Linked DNA regions of Mus musculus: all the other regions are linked to region 1. The links are chromatin contacts, called in public Hi-C maps. All regions are on one chromosome and are shown on one strand. The core of a region is the stretch at or near the end of the contact, and the rest is flanking DNA. Distances in the headings are between cores, read along the strand shown.

Region 1 (4,246 bases), core at 691-3,190:
ATGGCCCTGTAAGTCCGAGAGTAGTGATGGAGCTCTACCCCCAGAACCCCAGCCAGGCTTGAGGCACGAGGGAGAGCGAACCAGGTTCCTTTACTAGCCAGGCCACCGCAGAGTGGTTAAGAACATGAGGAGGGGCCTTTCTCAACAAGGTTCCCCTTTCCCAGATGCTTAAGAGGTGAGAGGGGTGGGGCTCTGGGCCCGGCCACCAATCACAGCCTCTACTCCACTTTGAATCTGGGTTGGCGGGCGCGGGCTGCAGGCCGCCAGGTGTGCTGGGGCCCTCTTTGTCCCCACTTCGTCTGCCCAGGCACGTCCCATTCCACCCCCATCCTTCAAGAGCCCCAGGGCCCGGTCTTGCTGGTTCCCCTCTTCTCCCCGTACACCATCCCCCCCTTCCCGGTAGGAACCTAAAACTGGACTCAGGTCAGGGTACCTTGCAGGCTTGGTGACCAGTCCTCTAGAGTCCTCTTGTACAGGGATCATAATCCACTAGAGGCAGGCAGTTTCTCCACAGCTGGCCACCAAGGGCCTGATGGTGCAGGGGTGGAGGTCGGTCGGGGAGGAACTTTATACCAAAACTCCTTGAAGAAAGAGAAGGCCAGGGAGACTCAAATTGGTGAGTTAGATCCCCAGGACTCACTCATATAATGAAGTTAGAGAACTCAGAAATTGTCCTCTAAACATGGTCTCTATAGTGGGTGTGTGTGTGTAAATATTTGTAAAAAATACGCCTTTTTTTTTTTTTTTTTTGGTATAGAATAGAGTTTATTCAGGTCATCGGAGGGGAGTTAAAAGGCTAGTAGAGGCAGAGGAGAGAGTAGAATAGTAGAGGCTTGCCGTGACCACGTGCTGAGGGGGGAAGGGAATGGGGAGGGAGGGAGCAAGAGGGTAAGAGCAAATAGGCTCTTTTTAAACCCCAGGGCTACTCCATGCATAAGATGTGTATGCCTGTCTAGCCACACACAAGCCCCTTAAGGCTGTGGTTCCTCAGCTGTGAGTGAGATGTGGGGTTGTGTTCCAGGCTGCTGTGAAGATTAAGTGGGATCCTGAGGAGGGATCTTTGTTAAAGGGAAAGCCTGCAATGTGCTCAAGTATGCATAGGTTACCAGAGCCCAGACGCATGCGAGGAGCCAGAGCCCAGCAGCCAGCCAGCCAGCCAGGGTGGGCCTCAGCGCCTGACCTATCTCAGAGGGAGAGGGTGCCAGTAAGAACTAAGCCAAGTCCCATGAATAATCCCTGAGCCCCTCAACCCTAACAGAAGGAAGCCGGGGTTTGGGCTCCTCACACCATTTCCATGCCCTCTAGGTTAAGTGGTGGGGCAGAGGGAAGGGGCTCTTTCCAGGGTGCCCGGATGACAGGTCTAGACGCTGCACACATCACGCCCCTACCCCACCCGCAGCGCTCTCCGCTCTCCTTCCGCCTCTAAGCTCTGGCAGAAATGCCCGTCTTCCCCCCCCCCCCCCCCCCACGTCCCTCCAGTTTGCCTCCCCTAGCTTCTCAAGGCTCTCTCCTCCCAGGTGCCACGGGATTATTATTGAACCATGTCTTGAGCACCAACATTACCTAACACACACTGTAGCCAGGATGAAATGAAAACTATATCTTGTCCCTTCTCTAATAAAATGCTCTGAACTGTGCGCTGAGGTGCACTCCTGTGATCCAAGCATTTAGATGGCAGAGATCGGAGGACCAGGATCCTTGAAGCCAGGATGGACTAAAAAAGACTATTTCAAAATACCTAAAATGAAGGTCTCGAGTCTGTCAATGTCTCCAGTCTGTACGTATGTGCTTCCCTCAGCCTCCTAGCCATCTTTCCTCCTCCACCTTCCTTCTCTGTCACAACATTGGGGTTAGTGCGCTTTTAGACATGTCTAGTGGAGTAAGGTTTTTGGATGGAGGCTGAACTGGCCGGATTTTTTCAATGCTCAACCGCCCCCTGGTGGTCATTTTGGGCATTGCAGGCCTTAGCAATCTTCAGACTGAGTTCAGAAGACAGCCTCAGGGTAGGGAAGGTAGGAGGTTACCTGGCAGTCTGCCACTCTAGAGGAGGGAGATTCCAGAGCTGTGGCCCTACAGGCTCTTGGATCAGCATGGCTTTTCACCTCCCTTTTCACCAAGATCCCCTTTAGTGTGTGTGTGTGTGTGTGTGTGTGTGTGTGTGTGTGTGTGTGTGTGACACAGGCACACTTGTGCACATATGTACTTGTGTGAACTGTTCCCCGTGCACAGGAGGCCAAGTGTTCAACTGTGTCTGCACGGAACAGATGGCAGCAGCAGATTCCGCCTTCAGAAGATGTTCGTGTGGGTGGAGCTGTGTGTGATCAAGCCAGCATCCATGTGTCTGTCCCCAGCCTCTGAGCCTGTTACCAGGCAGGAACCTGAGTCTGAGAATGCTGAGGCCTGCCTGCCCTGCCAGGAAGCTGAATGAGGCCTGCAAGCCTGTCACTGGAACAGATCCAATAGATTGCCATTGGTTCTAGGGGGTCTAGGAAGACCAACACCTAAGTCCTAAATCTTCTTGCCCGCCCCCTGCTGGTGACAGACGGAGGCTGGCTTTCTCCCTTACCCTCACAGTCCATAGGTACCATGTGTTAGATGTGACTGGCCTGTCATTGTTCACACTCTATTCCTCCTGGGCACCTGCTGGACATGCTCCCAGGATAGGGAGTTCAAGGCATATGCCCTTATTTGTGAGTTTAGACATCTGCCCAGTCTCCTGGTTGTTTAGTCTGTTTGCCCGTGATTGATAGTAAGCTGCCGTGAAGGGAAGCCTGAGCCAGGTTCTGGGAGTTCTTAGACAAGGAGTTCAACTGCTTTTATCTGCTGCCTCACTTGCTAGTTGGAGAAACCAGAGTGCATGTCTCCTGGAAGTCGAGCCAGGTGTGGTGGGTGGTACATGCCTCTGATCCCAGCACTTGGGAGGCTGAGGTAAGAGGATCTGGAGTTCAAGGTCAGCCTGGGTTACAAAGTGAATTCCAGGCCAGGTCAGCCTAGAAAATAGCGTGAATAAAAATAAATAAATAAATAGAAGAAGGAAGGAAGGAAGGAAGGAAGGAAGGAAGGAAGGAAGGAAGGAAGGAAGGAAGGAAAAGAGCTGAGCCTAGAGCTAGTACAGGCCAGTAATCCTAGGTACTTGGGAGTCTGAGTCAGAAGGATCACTGATTCAAAACTGGACTATACAAGGATCACTAATTCAAGACCCTGTCTCTACAGTCATTAAAAAGGTCTAGAGATACAGTGCAGTGGAAATGTATTTGCCTAGTATGTGTGAGACCTGGGGTTTAATCCCCAAAAACATAAGAATGAAGGATGAGAGCCTTGGGTTGAACGTGGCCATTCTCACTGGGCTCTGCCCTGTGCTTCCCATGCTCATGTCTCTGTGTCCTGTGACCCATAGCCACATATAAGACCGATTCCTGCAGCTCTGGGACTAGCAGCAGTTTCCCGAGCTGAGAACGATGTACAGTTCCTGGGTTGCTGTCTCCTTTGCTCCATGCAGACAACAAACACAGACTTGACTTCCTAATATCCAAGCTGCTCTGGGTAAGCCCAGGTACTTAGGGGAGTGAAGGGGCCAGAAGTCTGAAGCAAGTTCTCTCCAGCTTCCAGCCTTGGCATATTTGGCCACCTGGGGGAGCCCTCTGTCCCCTTCAGTCAGAGGAGTGGAAGAGGGGTGTGTGGAAACAGGAACCCATCTGTTGTCAGCCCCTACATACGAGACTCTGAATGAGGATACCTAGCAAGAACCAGGCCTGAGAAGGGTGACTTTCTTGGGAGCCTTGGCATCACAAAGAACATGCAGCAAGCACCTCTAAATGTGATCAGGGAGAGAAATTCAATGAGGCTGGGACCCCCAGATTCCTGAAGCTCTGAGGAGCTCACCCTTGGTTCTTTGGCCTTGTACTGCCATTAAGATGATTGAAGGAATCACTAAGATCCTGTCTCAAAAGTCCTAGGTAGAGACCCGGAGATACAGCTTAGTTAGTAAAGTGTTTAAATGCAGGTCTGAGTTTGACTCCCTAGTACCACATAATCTGGACCTGTAGAACAGGTCTATATAGTCTCAGCATTTGGGAGGTGGTGGCAAGATAATCAGAAGTTTAAGGTCATCTTCAGCTACATAGTATGAGGTCAGCTTGGACAACATGAGACCCAGTCTCAAAACAAAACAAAACAAAACAAAACAAAACAAAACAAAACAGGACCCAGGTAGAGGGCTTGCCTAGCATGTGCAAGGCCCTGGATT
Region 2 (4,327 bases), core at 561-3,060, 530 kb before region 1:
CAAGGACAGGAACAGGTCCCAGGTGGCTGCTGTTTCTGCCCCTAGAACTCAGTTTCTGGACAACAGTGAGATGCTGGCACTAACTTTGGGTCTTGCCTCAGGTGGGGAGGTGGTGCTGAGGGCAGGCCCTGTCCAGACTCATGCTCCTCAGACTTTGCCTTCATATTTTCTACTCCTCTGTACCTGGTCTCTCAATACTGCCTGGCAAGGGAGGTGAGGTCTGTAGGATGTTCTACCCTCAGATCCATTTTACCTGCTAACCCAGAAGAGAAATTCATCTTGGGATGGGAAGTCAGTGGTCTGATCAGCCCTTTCATACCCTGAATACTTGCAAAGTGGCTTCTGAAGTTGATCTGGAGCTGAGCTGCTGAGATTGAAGCCTACTGGGCCAGAGGTGAGCATCTGCCTGGCTGTTGCTGAAACCTGAAACTCCATCCATCTTCAAAGACCAAAACCAAGTGTGAGACAGAAGAGCCTCTCTGCCCTTGGCCACTAGGGCACTTGTTAACTTTGTGGGAATCTCATGCTAATGGAATTAGGCCACTCACAGAGATTGTTCAATTAGTTCTTGGTGAAAACTGCTAACATGGAAATTTGATAAGAATTGCTCCCAGCTAGTTTCAAATTCATTTCTTCGGCAAACCAAATTTCCCCCACATGGGTACATCCTCACTGTTGGCTTAAGGAGCCCTTGGGCTCCCCAGTAGCTGTGAAGGCAGCTGCTGGGCTCTCACAGGAGTTGTGTGCTAGAGCATGACTCTCCTCTATAGCTGGGCAGCCCAAGGTGGGAAGACAGCAGCCACCCTCACAGGAGACCTGCTGCTCTCTCAGCAGCCCCAAATTGAGTGTAGTGTGGTGGAAAACTGCAAGGGAATGGGGCGTGATGGGAAGTCAGTGGTCTGATCAGTACTAAATTGAGGGATGCTGGGGGTGGGGAACTGTAGAGATCTTGTTGCAGTTCCCTCTGAGGCCAGGCCAGGGTGGGGCTGGTGGCTAGGGAGCTGGAAAGTAGAGGCCTGGGGGTGGGGAAGGGGAGTGCTGCTGCAGGCCAAGCTTCAGGGGAGTGGAAGGGGTGCCTGGGAGGAGAGGCAGCAGCAGACTGACAAGGCGCCCACCAGGGCTTGACCACAGGGCCACCCCACGTCACAGCTAGGGCCTTTCACTGACCCCTTTCCTCCTGGGCTCCCTGCAACCTGCTCAATATTTTGGACGTTCCCATGAAACCGCAGGGAAATGAATGGGGCCTAGTTCACAGGCATGGAAAACCCCAGAGGAGCAGGCCTCTGGAGCCAGACATAACAGGCCTTGTGGGTGAGGCCAGAGCCAGGTTTTCTAGTCTGTGGGACTGAATCTACTCCAGGCCTTTCTATAGGTTCAGCAGGCAGAGCCCTGCTGCAGTGAAGCATGTTTGAGCCATGTTTTTCTAGTTCAAAAGGAAGTCTCCAGAGGCTAGGCGTTCAAGTGCAGCCCTCTGGCCCTGCCAAAGGGAGGCCCAGTGGCTGTGGTAGGGAGGGGGAAGGGACTGCTTGCAGTCATTTGACAGCACTGAAAGCCCTTTGTCAGCATAAAGCTAGCCACGAAGCCTTGCTCTTCCCAAGGCTTAGCTCTGCACACAGAGGCACGGGGCAGGCCTGCACGTGGGCAACAGCTCTGGCCCCTAAGCAGAACCAGGCATTGTGCTGTGTAGCATTGCAGTGAAGGGTAATTGGGCCTTGTTGGCTCTTTTATGATGTGTACACACACACACACACACACACATGAGAGCCTTTCTCTAGTTCCACTGAAACTGGAACCACTGGTTAGAGGAGGTGTGGCCAAGGCACACAGAAGCACATTCCCTCTGGGAGCTGCTGCCTGCCTGCAACAGCTTTCTGGCCCTGCTCAGATCCTAGCCAAGGCCAGGGCTCCCTCTTACACCCAAGTAGAGGAGGCTGACCCTGAAGACCTATACCAAGAACAGAGCTTGGATAAACTCAGGGAAGCCAAAGTCACCTCTCACTTTGGGAGGGATCAACTTTAGTTTGAAAGCTAGAATTTGGGTATGAAGATGTTCTAGGGAGAAGGGTGTTTTAAACACACGGATCCTCTCATACACATACAACTGCAAGAGATAGCTCTAGAGGAGAGAGGAGAGGAGGAGCCAGGTCACCCGGGAGCTCAGGCTGCTCTGCTTTATTCAAAGTGTGCTTTGCTTGGGCTGCTGGGGGGGGCGGGGTGGGCCCCATTTTCCAAGGCCACCCTGGAGTGGTGAGGCCACTAATGGTGGGAAGAAAAGAGAGTGCAGCCAAGCTCTCTGTGTGCTTTGTCATTTAGCCCAATGAGTCCTTTCCCAGGAAAAAAACTGTAGGTCTTAATGTGCACAGTGGGAAACTGAGTCTCAGAGGCTATAGAAGACGACTAGAGCCAGAATGTGGCAGGGCCCAGATCTGGGTGGGGCACCACCAAGTCCTGCAGCTTTGGCTTCTCTAGGTTTTCTGGCCTTGGGTGGCTGTGTTAAGTGGGAAGGAGGTATAAGCTATTCTCTTTGGAGAACCCTGCTCTGGGATGGTACATGAAATCCAAATGCTGCTCCCTAAAGAACTCCAAGCCTTAGTTGGTCTAGACCCTCAAACTCTTTTTTTTTTTTTTTTTTTTTTTTTTGTATTGAATGTTACTTTGTCTTCTCCTTTACCAAGCAGGGTTGTGTATCAGCTTACCTATGCAGCCCACCTCAAGCTGGAGGTAGATTTGCATGGTGGAGCTGCTCCTGTGGGTCTGGGGGATGGCCTGTGTCCCAGCATTGTTTGGTTCCATCCAATCAAGAGGACACTGCAAGTACTGAGTGCCCCTTCTGAAGTAGGTGATCTCTGTCTGGGCAATACAAGACCAGGCCTGCAGAGGCTGTGGAAGGAACCTGAGTCCATCTCTAGGGAGGGATATTAGTGGAGGGAGCCCTGGCATGAGTGACTCAAGCTGCTTGCTCTGCCTCATTCCCCTTCCCACCATGCACACTGCACCTGCAACAGATCTAGAACCAAGCATGGCTTGATTTCTGTCTGCTGGTCTGAGGCTCTGGGGAAGACCAGAACAGATGGGAGGAGCAGACAGACTGCATCTGGCATAGGAACGTAGTCAGAGCTGTGTAAGTTGTCAAGCCCCTGGGTGAACTGCCCAGGGCCCTGTCCACAGGCTTCAGTCTTTGGAGGGTAAAAGGGAGATGATCCTTCTTACTTCTTCATCTTCTCCATGGCTTTGCTGACATTTACGATTGTATCTGAGTAAGCCATAGCCTGACCTTGCATGGGGGTGGAGTTTAAAATAAGCTTCCTAGAAAGACAAGCACTTGGGAAACCATTAGGGATCCACCATCCATAAGTTTTCACCAGAAGTCCAAGGTTCAGGAGAAGGGCATCCTGGAGCCAGACACTCTTAGGTTGGAGTGTGGCTTCTACTTGTATCCTTGCTTTGCTCCAAAGCCATCAGTCACGGACAAACCATGGTTGGATCAGCTCTTAGTGGTGCCCGTGTGAGCTTGCTCACTCCTGCTCTGCCTACTGCAGTCCTAGCTTGGGGCTCTACCTGACTACTTGTGATTTTTTTCCTGTTCTTCCTGTCCCTGCATTCTTTTGGGCCAGTCACAGCTGCTCAATGTCACTAACCTGGGGAGCTCAGACAGCTTACCTCCCAGTCCCTTGAACAGTGACTAGGACATAGGAAGCAGCCACTAAATACTTTTTAATATTATTATAATAATATACAATTCATTATGATGATGATGGTGGTGACAGTCTTAACCATACAGTCCAGATCTTCTGGAACTTGCTACACTACATAGCTCAGGTGAGCTTCAAGCCTATGGCAATGTTTCTGTTTTTGCCTCCCGAGTGTGGGTATTATAGGTGTGCACTTCCATGCTTTAAATACTTTTCATCAGAGATTATTTCTTTATTTACAAAGACCAGCAGCACCTTACAGTTCTGCACATGCTGTTTTTACCTCAAGACAACAGAGAATGAGTAAGATAAGACCTCTCGTGAGACTGACGCTTCCAGGTACAGCCTGGGTCCTGATCTGTGTCACTGAACCCACAGAAGCTAGCGGGAGTGAGAAGGTGACTCTGGGTACCTTAGTCCAGGACTCAGGAGGTGACAGAATCTCTGTTGGAAGTGAGGCCTCCCTCACAAAGCCTCCTCTGTAGTACTCAGGATGCTTAGCTGGGTCACTGCCATCCTTATTTTTCCTGGTTGGTAAGGCCTTACCAATGTGAGCTGGCTCTTCCCCTTCCTCTGCCCACTTTCCTCTGCAGACCCCAAGCCGTGGGAAGGAAGGTGTGGGGGGAATCTAGGCC
Region 3 (4,495 bases), core at 1,897-4,396, 670 kb before region 1:
CTGTTCTAGGTACTTTGTCAAAGAAGAAAGCATCAAACAAACCCTGCCTGCTGGGTAATACGTTTTTCTCGATCAGGATTTTAGCTCTTCTTGTTAACATTAGATGGTCTTTGTATTTGTTTTGATTTCTTGAGACACAGGTGTACACTGTAGTCCAGGCTGTCCGAGAACTCACTATAAAGCCCAGGTTCACCTCAAACTCAAAGCAATCCTCCTGCCTTGGTCGTGTGTGTGTGTGTGTGTGTGTGTGTGTGTGTGTGTGTGTGTGTGTGTGTGAGATTACAGGGATGAGCTATTATGTCTGGCTTAGATGGTCTTTTTAGGAAAATAAATCTCTGGGGCCAGGGAGTGTTTGCTTGGCACGTAGTCCTCCCAGAACTAAGGCAGAGGCAGGAGGATCAGAAGCCCATAAGCCCATGGTCATCCTTGGCTACACTAGGAATTTGAGGCCTGGTGAGTCTGGGGAATGTGAGACCCTGTGTGTGTCTGTGAGTTGGGGGAGACTGAGAAGAGACACACTGTAGTCATGTGACTCTCTTCAGGGTCACTTCTGTCCCTGCTTTCCACATAAATTAAAATTAAATTTCATCAATCCTATTAAAAATCTTCAGTTAGAGTCCTTCTTATAACGATATTAATTTCTATCAGTTTGTCTCTAAACTTCTATCTGCATCAATACAAAATGAGATTTCTGAGAATGGCCATTCATTAATATTAATAATGCTTGATTTCTTTCTTTCTTTTATTTATTTTCTTTAAAGACAGAGTGCCACTGTGCAACTCAGGCCAGCCTCAAACTCCAGGTCTTCTAGCTGACTCCCATATGCTGGAAGGACTACAGGAGTGTAATACCATGTTGTCCAGCATATAGCGTGATCCAGTACCCAGTGTTATCCAGAACCCAGCATCATCCGGCACATAGCACCCAGGGTCTTCACCTGGGAGCTGAGACTCATTCTTACTTTATTTTAAAACTTCTTCCTTGTACTTCCCTGCATTGCTGGGGGATAGGAGTAGTCTTTAAAACCAGCAGGCAGCATGTGGCCAGTACAAGGCATCAAGTGTGTGTGTGTGTGTGTGTGTGTGTGGTCTGTGTGTTTTTAAAGTATGAGAGGTAGAAATCTTCTCAATGATATAGTGTTTGTTGATGTATTATTTCATCCTCAAATATTTATTAGTGTCAAGTGCTGACCAGACAAAGGCAGTTCCATGAAACTCAAGGTAGTATAATGCACCAACCCTTCCCCACAACTGTTTAAGGCCGGTGTCATCCCTAGAAGAGAAGACAGCAAATCTGATTGTGCCTGCTCCTAAAGCCCTCTCTGGCCTCTGCAGGGGTTTCCTGGGGCACTTACACAAGGGTAGAAGGTTCTAGAAAGGAAGGGTTGGTGCCCGGGCTCCGCCTCCTCCTCAGTAATGAATCTGGCAGAAAGGAAGTGGGTATCACATGGAGAGTTAGGGGGGCTGCAGCGGCACCTGGGGAGATGGAGAGTTAGGGGGGCTGCAGTGGCACCTGGGGAGATGGAGAGTTAGGGGGGCTGCAGTGGCACCTGGGGAGATGGAGAGTTAGGGACCTGCAGTGGCACCTGGGGCCAGGGCCTGAAAATGGCAGGCAGTATACTGAGGACTAGGGTCCTGAAGGGAAGTTGAAGAGAGAACCCAGGGCTGCCAGGTTTCTTCAGTGTCTCATGGGAATCTTGTCCCCGGATTCCAGAGTAGGAGAGAATGACAGAGCATGGGGACTGCTGGTCTGGGACTCCTGGGAGTGTGTGTGTGGGACCCAGACATCCCTCCTGTTGTTTTCAGTTTCTATGCATGGAGCTGGAGAGGCTACATACATACATGCATGCATACATACATACATACATACATACATACATACATACATACACACATACATACATATCAGAGGCCCCTCTGCAGGCCACACCCAGTTTTTGCTTAGCATCAGGCCCTGCCCCTAAGGACCAAGAGATGTGGGTATCCAGGGTATGGACTAGAGTTGAGGGACAACACACAAAGCCAACAAATCCCTAGAGGCAATGAGAGAGCAAGGCTGGAAAGGATGTGCTCTTGCTCTTGTCTGCTGCAGCCAGTGTGCTTGTGTGCGTGCACACACACACACACACACACACACACACACACACACACACTTACTGGGTAATGGCTTTGGGACAGCAGGAACTATCTGCAGCATTAGAGGCAGCCCTGGTAGGTGGGGCAACCTGAGAGATGGGGGCTGTTGCTGCTTAGTCTTGGTCTTGGGACTCCCACAGAAAGAGATAGATGCTTGTAGATTAGGACCTACCTGGAACTGAAGGAATCTGGAGTGTGGGAGGGGGCTACAGAGGGCTGGGTGAGGGAGTGCCGCTCTAGCCCCCTGCCTCTTCTGTTTCAGGGTCTGTAAATGGGCAGATAACTGGGGGGAACTGACTCAGGACCTGGTAGCCTAGCTCCTGCTTGACCTTGGGCTGTTTCTCCACAGCCACAGGGTGCAACATCCAGTGACTAGAAAGAGGCAGAGGGAGATGAAGAGGCACAAGAGGACCCAGAAAGATGAACTGGGGTGGCAGGCTTGCATTACTTGGTTAATCCCTCTAGGGTGGGCCTGGCAGTGTTGAGGGGTAGTGCTCAGAGGAGGGCCTGGGTCAGGAAAATAGATCCCCCCCCATCCCTGCCTGTTATCTCCCAAATCTGGATCTTGAAGCGTCAAGCTGAGGGTTGAGACTGCAGTTTCCTTTCTGCCCCCAGTTCTTTAGTCATCTGGGAAAAGATGACGGAGTAGAACCTTTGGGTCATCAAGTCCACGTTGGGTAGGGCTGGTCCCTGGGTCCCTGGTGTTCTGCTCCCGGGCCTGGCTAGGCCTAGCATCTTCCTTGAGGGCTCTTAGCTTCTGAGTCATGCCCATTACCCTGACAATAAAGCCAGGCAGCGTGACTCCGGCAGCAGCCCGGCAGCAGCGGAGCGTCCTGCCCACCTGCAGGCACACCCAGATTGCATTTACTGAAATAAATTGCTGGAGAATATAAATCCTGTGCGCATGATTAATGGGAGGCAGGGAGGGAGGCTGGCAGCCGCCATGAGGAGGAGCCCCTGGGAACAGAGTGACACTCCAGGCACAGAGCCAACACAGATGCAGGGCCTCCCTCCCGGAAGGGGATCTAGCAACTGTGCTTCCAACCGCTAGGGTCACTGTGGAGCACTACAAGAGACCCTGTACAGGGGAGCTGGCCCTAAGACTAAAGCCAGCCCCGGCCTGGCTCACCATCAAGGATGCAGAGGAGCCCACCATGGGAACAGCTTGGAGCTGGAATAGATCTCCTGCCTATTGGGGGGTCCTGAATGCCTGTGTGTGGAAGGGGGTAGTAAAGAGAAGGTCTCAGGGAGAGGTAAGAGGGCATCAAGGATCTGGTCAGCTGTTAAGTCTATCAGCAAACCTCTTAAGGTCCCTCCAACCTCAGGCCCCACATCTGTTCAGTGAAGTTAAGCCCAGACCTCCGTACGTCACTAGAGGTTCAACAGTGTCCCCTATGCAAAATCCCCATGAAGTTGCTGGCCACATAGGCCACCATCTCAGACAGCAAATGTCGGGATTGCACATCTGTACCACCATATCCAACTTTTTTTTAAAAAGCACTTTCTGCATATTTATTTATTTATTTATTTATTTATTGTATGTAAGTACACTGTCTTCAGACACCCCAGGAGGGGGCGTCAGATCTCATTATGGATGGTTGTGAGCCACCATGTGGTTGCTGGGATTTGAACTCAGGACCTTCGGAAGAGTGGTCAGTACTCTTAACGGCTGAGCCATCTCTCCAGCCCCCACCACACCCAGCTTACAAATATTTTAAAAAACAAACAAACAAACAAACAAACCTACATTTTAAAGGGCTGGATAAATGGCTGAGTGCATAACCATAACTGCCTCCAAGCCCAAGCACCAGACTTCAATCCCTGAGCTCTACATGGTCAAAGGAAAGAATTGACATCTGCAACTTGTCCTCTGCCCTGTACACACTTAAGTTCACAGATAAAAGCAAAAGCCAACAAAACAAACACAACTAAAAATGTAACTTTTTTTTTTTTTTAAATTCGGGAGCTGTTTGTCCCGGATGGTTTCCAGGTGGAATCTCTACTCAAGATTAAGAAAGCCAGGAGTCCTGGTCTGCAGAGACTGTTCTCTTTGCAGGCTCTGACCTCCAGCCCGGGTGGCCCAGGCCTAAGCATTAACGCATCTTATGAGTCTGAACGAAGAGAGCATGGGAACAGTTGGTCCATGGAAGCCTGGGATGGGCTGAGGCTCAGCAGCTGTGGCCATGACCAGAACGGACCAAACCAGACCCTGACCAGCAGTGATCTTTGTGCTTGCCAAGAGGCTGAGACTTCCGCAGATAGGGGACTCAGGGAAAGAGTGGAAACCTGGCCTGACAGGCTCAGTGGTGGGACCTTCGCCACACTGTAGCCCACTCCGCTGTGGAAGCCTGGCGGCGGG

What was found. A called contact is a pair of places that touch in the nucleus more often than the background predicts.
Region 2: a Hi-C map of the N1E-115 cell line shows a contact between it and region 1, with 11 times the contacts expected there. The contact joins two enhancer-like sites. A contact is called at or near these places in 1 of 15 datasets of contacts at CTCF or cohesin (the NIH/3T3 cell line), 1 of 484 Hi-C or Micro-C datasets (the N1E-115 cell line), 2 of 115 datasets of contacts at active chromatin or transcription factors (large pre-B cells and oligodendrocyte precursor cells) and 1 of 9 other capture datasets (embryonic tail).
Region 3: a Hi-C map of the N1E-115 cell line shows a contact between it and region 1, with 5 times the contacts expected there. The contact joins two enhancer-like sites. A contact is called at or near these places in 1 of 15 datasets of contacts at CTCF or cohesin (the NIH/3T3 cell line), 2 of 484 Hi-C or Micro-C datasets (the N1E-115 cell line and embryonic stem cells) and 6 of 115 datasets of contacts at active chromatin or transcription factors (astrocytes, embryonic forebrain, embryonic stem cells and 2 more).

The regions. Positions count from the first base shown.
Region 1 is chr1:86,499,480-86,503,725 of GRCm38.p6, reverse strand. No RefSeq gene overlaps it. Among named protein-coding and RNA genes, the nearest start is that of Ptma, 25 kb to the left of the region's middle. Within about 2 kb of position 1,940, at least 160 of the 459 cell types and tissues checked have an H3K27ac peak or open chromatin away from gene starts, as enhancers often do. A contact at or near this core is called in the N1E-115 cell line, the NIH/3T3 cell line, oligodendrocyte precursor cells and 1 more, where this site is marked.
Region 2 is chr1:87,033,209-87,037,535 of GRCm38.p6, reverse strand. All of the region lies in intron 14 of Dis3l2 (DIS3 like 3'-5' exoribonuclease 2), which reads right to left. Among named protein-coding and RNA genes, the nearest start is that of Gm28375, 32 kb to the left of the region's middle. Within about 2 kb of position 1,810, at least 179 of the 459 cell types and tissues checked have an H3K27ac peak or open chromatin away from gene starts, as enhancers often do. A contact at or near this core is called in the N1E-115 cell line and oligodendrocyte precursor cells, where this site is marked.
Region 3 is chr1:87,174,617-87,179,111 of GRCm38.p6, reverse strand. No RefSeq gene overlaps it. Among named protein-coding and RNA genes, the nearest start is that of Prss56, 6.4 kb to the left of the region's middle. Within about 2 kb of position 3,146, at least 133 of the 459 cell types and tissues checked have an H3K27ac peak or open chromatin away from gene starts, as enhancers often do. A contact at or near this core is called in the N1E-115 cell line, the NIH/3T3 cell line and pancreatic cancer cells, where this site is marked.